Linked DNA regions of Rattus norvegicus: region 1 is linked to region 2. The links are chromatin contacts, called in public Hi-C maps. All regions are on one chromosome and are shown on one strand. The core of a region is the stretch at or near the end of the contact, and the rest is flanking DNA. Distances in the headings are between cores, read along the strand shown. Region 1 overlaps Slc43a2 (solute carrier family 43 member 2). Region 2 overlaps Smyd4 (SET and MYND domain containing 4).

Region 1 (3,385 bases), core at 181-2,680, 160 kb before region 2:
GATTTTTATTTAAGTGAAATACCAGAAGATTAAGCTGAGTACGATGGTAATTCCAGTCCCTGGCTGAGACAGGAGGATTACCTACTACTATCTGAAGCCAACCGGTCTACTAAGCGAGTTCCACGCCAACCTAGCCTATCACATCTCAACAACAACAACAACAACAACCAAACAAAACAAAAAGAAAAAAACCCCAAAAATGTTCTACTACGTAGGGTGACCCACACTTATAGTCATAGCTACAGGAGACTGAAGCAGGAAGGTACCTGAGAGGCTAAGCAAAGCAGCAAGCAAGACTCATCCAGATACGCTCTCCCTAACCCGTGCGGGCCTCCAATGTGCTCTGCAATCTCTGACGACTTTGAACATCTTTCTACTCCACCTCTGGAGTGCTGGGATCACAGGCAGTCATCACTGTGCCCGCCGATTTAAGTGGTGCAGGTGTCATGAACCCTAAGAAAGCATTCTACCACGTGAGCCACATTTTTGCTCAAGACTCTTTAAAAAAAAAAAGTTCCAAGGGTATAATGTCAGGAAATTATTGCCAGACAGTGGTGCGCACACCTTTGATCCCATCAGCTCCTGAGAAGCAGAGGCAGGGGAATCTCTGCCCTGGCTTACCAGTTGCCATCACTTCATCGAGAGTGCCATTGGAGGCCAGCCTGGTCTACAGAGTGAGTTCTAAACCAGCCAGGGCTACATAGAGAAACACAGTCTCGAAACAAACAAATAAAAAAGTCAAGAAATTATCACTGGATTAAGCAAAGTTTAAGGCCATTTTCTCCCATAAGGACCACGAGGCCATCACTGTGCCCCATGATTTTCTTGCTTATTACATTAGGCTTCTTTCCACTTTTCCCCTCCACCGAGAAGCCATGAGGTGCCTGGAGTGTTTCCCTCTGTGAAAGCAGGCCTTCCTGTCTCTGCGGAACACTGGTATGTTGACTCCTTGCAAGGACTGCGTTATCTTTCCCTTGGTAAAAACAAGTTAGCCAACAAAAGAAAGCGGCAGGCTGGTGAGACTGCCGACAGAGAGGATTTGCCTGTGTGTTTGTCCTGCCTGCTCAGGATGACTAAAGCTGAGTCAGCCAGGCCCTGGGGAAGTACTGACTTTCTCTGCGAAGCAAAGCCCCTTGTCAGCTCGAGACCTGCTGCTGTTTTCCTGTGGGTTATCAGTTCTGTTTCCCAGAGTGAACAAGCCTCAACCAGAGTACTTCGTTCCTGAGAAGCTTGTTTTCCCTAGTTCCCAGGGAGGGACATCGATCAGAGTGGGCCCTCACTGGACCCTGAGTCCTCAGTTGGGACAAAGGTCCTCCCTCAGCCCCCAGGATGTCCAAATGCCAAGCCAGTCCCTTCGGATCAGGGATGTGACTGTGTGACTGGGTGGGGCTGGTCTTCTGCTCTGAGTAGTGTTTTCAGCACTGTCGAAGCCCTCCGCCCTCCCCAGTGGCACTGGAAACATTCATCGCATGCCCTAGACACAGTGCTATTTCAGTCCTCTCCCTTCTTAGCCGGGAAACCCCTGATGTGGACATGAGGGAACAGCTCAGCCCCGACAAGTTAGCAGGCCTGCTGATCTGGGTCACACAGTACGTCAGCTGGAGGGGATGGAGGGATTTGTTGGGCTGGTGAGAGTAACAGCATTGCCCTACCCTGGAGGGATGCATCAAAGGCGGCCCAGGGCACACTTACCTGTCTTCTGGTCCCCGCTGACCAGGAACTCAAGGATGCTGTTCATGGCCCCCATGTAGAAGATGAGTCGTAGCTGTGTGACACACATCGTGACCAGGCTGAGCAGCAGGATGGGGCTGAACACACTGTGCATGAACGAGGGGGCTGCTGTGGAGAGGGAAGAAGCCTCAATGTGTGGACTCTGCTGGAGGTGAGGGACAGCAAAGAGCCCTGCTGAGGTCTATGGTCTTGACGCTCATCAGCAGACTCCCTAAGCTCTGTGTATGTGTCTGTCCCCCTTTAAGACAGACTAGGCATGCGGTGAGAGGATACCCAGAGGATACAGAGCCTCAGCCAGTGATTCCGGATCAAGGGGGCTGTGGGCTGCACCTGCAGTGTAAGTGTGGATAACCCTCCCCCTGCCCCCAGACCTCTTGGGCCAACCTGGAAGGGGAGAGTTGTGCTCTGGGTACCTGCAGCATCCGGCTGGCACTTAACCTCCAGGTCCACGGTGGATAGACACAGCTTGTGGCCCTCCTGCAGGGCAGCTTGCTCCTTGGCAGTCCTCATGGAGCTGCCCACGCTCAGCCGGCGCCCCACTGTGGTCACCTGCTTGTAGAACTGCTTCCCTGTGATCTTGTGGTCAAAGCCTAGCCAGCTGAACTTGATCTTCACCCTAGCAGCCACAGGGAGGGTGTTTGTTGGTTGCTGCCTGGGACTCTGGCTGGTGTGAGGGTAGGGCAGAGAACATGCCTAACTTACGAGTAGTCCATGTCCTCTGGTCCTGGGAAGGGCTCTAGTGGCCAGTTGAAGAAACAGTTGAGGAAAACCAGGCCAGAGCAGCCAGCCCAGACCACTAGGATGACGATGAAGGAGGCCCCAGCGTCATAGATGAGCTGTCAGGAGAGGGAGCAGTGTTATCAGTGAGAAGGCAGAATGAGCACTGGGCAGGGGACAGTTGGGAAGCACTCACAACGCTGGGCTGAATAAAAAGGCACAATCCTGTGAGCTGAGCTGTTTGGCTATTAGAACCCCCATGTCCTGATAATCTCAACCTGTCTGAACCTAGAATCCAATCTGAACCAAATGTCACCATCTTAAGAGGTGACCGAGTGGGGTTGGGGATTTAGCTCAGTGGTAGAGCGCTTGCCTAGCAAGCGCAAGGCCCTGGGTTCAGTCCCCAGCTCCGAAAAAAGAAAAGAAAAGGAAAAAAAAAAAAAAAAAAAGAGGTGACTGAGTTATCGCTGTCATGTCTGTCTCTCTGGGTCACAGTAATCAGCACTGGCTAAGGTTTTTCTGCTTCTTCTGAAGGTTTCTCTCTGTTTTAAGACAAATTCTGTATAACTCTGGTCAGCCTCAAACTCTTGATCCTCCTGCCTCTACATACAGAGTGTTGGGCTCACAGGCAGCCTGGCTACTCTGCTTGACTGTCTAGTTCTCCCAGGATAGGAACTTGCCAGCCCTGTCCACTGATATCTCTCTAGCCTTTAAGTACACACAGGGCAGGTGCTCCAGACACTCGGAAGACCAACTGACGCAGCTCCTTTGGCTCCTCTGTGAAACAGGTGTTGATGCTACACTGGGAGAGTGCTTCGGCCAAGGTTAGTGATGATCCTGGCAGCGGGCAGAGGGCAGAGGGCAGAGGGCAGAGGGCCAAGCATTTTAGCACCAATGACTACTTTCTTTTCTTAAGTACCAGAAATTGAACTTGGGG
Region 2 (3,405 bases), core at 826-3,325:
GTGACGACACCTTGGCGTGCCCTGCAGACTCTCAGCTCCTCTTGGCGTGCCCTGCAGACTCTTGGCCATTCGTTGTGCTCACATAGTTTGTACTTCATGTGTCAGCCTGAGGAGGTAGTAAGAAGCAATCTCAAGCTGGGCAAGGTAGACTTTGCCTGTAAACCTAGTACTTGGAAGGCTGAGGCAGGAGGATATGTTTGAGGCTAGACCAGCTTACAGAGTGAGATTCTGTGTGCAAATAAAGCAAGCCGAGCAGTCTGCTTTAGGTGTGCTAACAAGGAAGCCTTCATGTCATGAAGTCAGGCCTCCAAGACTGACTTGCATCAGTGCTTGGACAGCGAGTGCCAGGAAGACTCATGAAAGCCACAGAGTAAGAACTAGGACACTGGTAGGAAACAAATACAGAGTTGCCATCCCAAGAAACTACCCAATAGTAAGGCAGATCCATATTTATTTTTCCATTCACAAATTACACATCACCACTAGCCTCTTCTTAATGAAGAATTTAAGGAAGCAGGATATTGTAAGTGGAATTGTGTGTCTCTTGAGTAAAGAAGTCATACTGATTTCTTGCTATATATTATTTTTCAGTTACAACACAAGACTAAGAGTTGAAGTTCCCACTGGAGTGGAACACAGCACTTCATTACTACTAGACACCACAGGAATGTTCTAGGGACACAGATCCAGCATAGTGAGATGAAAACCCCAGGCTAGCATCAGCTGCCTGCACATGGCGACAACCCTTTAAAGCATCCGCCTCTACAGATGCTGGATTTAGTCTTTTCTGGGAATGGGGCTTCCGTCAGAGGGCAGTTAACTCCTGCAAGCAGCAGCCAGCAACCCAGGTGAGTGTCTCAATCTGTTTGCCAGTGCTCCCTATGCTAGACACTAGGCTAGGGTCAGTTGGGTAGGTCCCGTCCTTTCTGCTGAGAGCTCCAAGCCAACAGAATCTCTAACTCACCATAGAGCTCCTTTCTGGAGGGTGAGAATGCACACTCTACACTAAGGGCCGCACAGGGGTGAAGGACGAGTCCAGTAAGCAGGACCTCATCTCCCGGAGCTCCTGGACCTCATCACTCTCAGGGCCACAGTGCACCAACAGGATCTTTTCTGCCTTCCATATGGCATCCAGAGCTTCAGGCACTGCCAACCTGAAGCAAGAAAGGGAAGCCTGTCAGTTCACTCCCTCAGTCTAAACAAAAGCTGACTCCTTTCTGTACAGAGGTTCACTGCATCCTCCAGGGGCTTATGGAGGGCATGAAGGGTCTGAGTTCCTTGGCCCTCTAGGGTCTCACCATCTGAAAGTAGAGATAAGAAACTTTCACGAACATACTGCAAAGCATACTTGAGAAAACTGTGTATGTGTGTAATAGACTCCAGGATCCTGAGAAAAATGGGCAAATTCAAAACCTTTTTTAAAAGCTTTATATAGAGGTGTTCATTTTGGAGTGCCCGTGTCTAACCTGACTGACTCCCTCTCTCTAACCTTGACCTCGGCTCTCAGGTCCTTCTTTCTCTCTGACCAAACATGCTGTTTCAATGTCTGGGTATCAGGTAATATGCTTCAAACCCTTTCTCTTACCATGAGATTTTATCAAGGTTGGAGGTATGGTAGTCACACAATACTGGATTGGGGATATACTTCACATCGAGTGACCTCCGTGGCACACTGGGTGAGGAACCAGCTCATCGGCACTACTCTTCCTTGTATTCTACTTTTTGTGCAGAGCTAGGGACAGAACTAGGGCCTTATGCATGCCACCAACTGAGTAGTTCCCTCAGCTTCTTATTTCAGTCTCTGGCAGGGATTTTCAGCCTTCACATAACTAACTAGGACCTCTCCACTGTGAGGCTGTCCTGTGCACTGTAGGTCTAGCCTTTACCCACTAGATGCTGGCAGTACCCTCCCCTCGAGCCATCACAGTCAAAGCCGTCTCCAGACATTGCCAAATGCCATTTGAAAGCAAAACCCTTCTGGTTGAAAACAACTGCTTTAAAAGGAATAGGAGGCAAACCAGGGGAAAGGCAGAGCCCTGGAGTTAAGAGAGCTGGGGCTGAGCCAACCAAGCTCCCTTGTGATTAAGCAGGGAGGAATGCTAGAGTCGGGAGAGGTTGCCTGGAAGTCCTCCCTGGGAGGCTCAACGCAGACCTAACGGCTTTCTCCACATCTCTCAGGAGGAAATTCAAAGCTTAAAGTCCATCAGTGAAACAGAGGGCAAAGATCTGTCCTAAGAAGGAAATAGAAGTTTCAAAGTGCTTTAAAGCACTGTAGCAAAAAGCCACACACAGAAGCGCCTAGTAAAACACAAAGCACTGTGTACCCTGGCCAGACACGAAGAGAAGGAAAGACCTACCCATTGAACAAGACTTGGGCCAGTTTGAAGAGCTCATGGCCAATTTCAACACTGGATGGCCCATGGCGAGCCTCAACCACCTGGAGACTCTTCTGTACATGGGCAGCAGACTGTCGCCAGTCGCCTGTGAGAAGAAAAATGTCTCATTTCAGAAAAGAAACACCATTAGTCCAAGGCTCTGAGGGTGAGGAAAACAGAATGGGAGGAGAAGAGTGCAGATTTAGACGGCAAGAGAGAAACAAACAGATGAGGCAAGGGTCGTACTGAGCACACGGCACGGAGGGAGAACTGTGGCCATACCTAAGGTAGCATAGGCCTGGGCCAGGCCGTCTTCAATTTCTCCCAGCACGGTGTGCTCTGCTGACAAGAAGTTCTCAGCAGCCCTCTGGCACTCCAACAACTGCTGAATGGCTTGCTCTATGTATTCAAAGGAAAATGTCTCACAACAGATATAGACCTAGTCCTGGACATGAGAGAACAGGCCGCAAGGTCTTTATAGGCTGGTCAAAGTGGAAATGCCCCTTTATCTCACTGAGTCAATAACCCACATTTCAGGGAAGCTGTTGGTTGCTTATGTTTTCTGTTTCAGTAGAAAAAGGTATTAGATGAGGCCTCCCCAAATTTACCCTGGGCTCCTAATATCCATTTTCCAGTACAAACACCTGTACATTTCTCCTGTAATCATTGGTTTTCTTGACTTTAGGCTAAAGGTCTACTTAAGAATCAAGGCTAAAATAGTCAAAATAGATTCCTACCATGTCAGGCTCTAAAATCAAGTTCTGCAAATCCCTTTCTGAAAAGAGAGGAGTCCTTCCCTCCCTCTCTCAGATCAGGCTAGCTACCAAGCTCTACTCCTGAGCCACACCACCAGCTGCGAGCAGGACTCAGGACTCACTGCTGCTGAGGGCAGAGCAACTTTCAGGAGCTTAGGTTGTTAAGCTGGGGTTACGATGATGACATAGGACAAAGCCCATGGAGATCAGACAGCCTTTCTGGTGCTTAAGCTGCCAGAACTATCTGGAGCACCAGAGTAACTGCTGGTCAAAGT

The links. Hi-C and Micro-C count contacts between places; a contact is called where the count stands out from the background.
Region 1: a Hi-C map of the A7r5 cell line shows a contact between it and region 2, with 5 times the contacts expected there. The contact joins two enhancer-like sites. A contact is called at or near these places in 8 of 12 Hi-C or Micro-C datasets (the A7r5 cell line, Schwann cells, hepatocytes and 4 more).

The regions. Positions count from the first base shown.
Region 1 is chr10:60,903,041-60,906,425 of GRCr8, reverse strand. Slc43a2 (solute carrier family 43 member 2) reads right to left here. Exons shown (of 14, transcript NM_001105812.1): 7 at 2,434-2,567; 8 at 2,145-2,347; 9 at 1,693-1,839. Among named protein-coding and RNA genes, the nearest start is that of Pitpna, 24 kb to the left of the region's middle. Within about 2 kb of position 1,430, at least 27 of the 93 cell types and tissues checked have an H3K27ac peak or open chromatin away from gene starts, as enhancers often do. A contact at or near this core is called in the A7r5 cell line, where this site is marked.
Region 2 is chr10:60,741,716-60,745,120 of GRCr8, reverse strand. It overlaps Smyd4 (SET and MYND domain containing 4), which reads right to left. Exons shown (of 11, transcript NM_001105810.1): 9 at 2,658-2,774; 10 at 2,358-2,481; 11 at 428-1,154. The coding sequence ends at 1,001. Among named protein-coding and RNA genes, the nearest start is that of Serpinf1, 17 kb to the left of the region's middle. Within about 2 kb of position 2,075, at least 15 of the 93 cell types and tissues checked have an H3K27ac peak or open chromatin away from gene starts, as enhancers often do. A contact at or near this core is called in the A7r5 cell line, where this site is marked.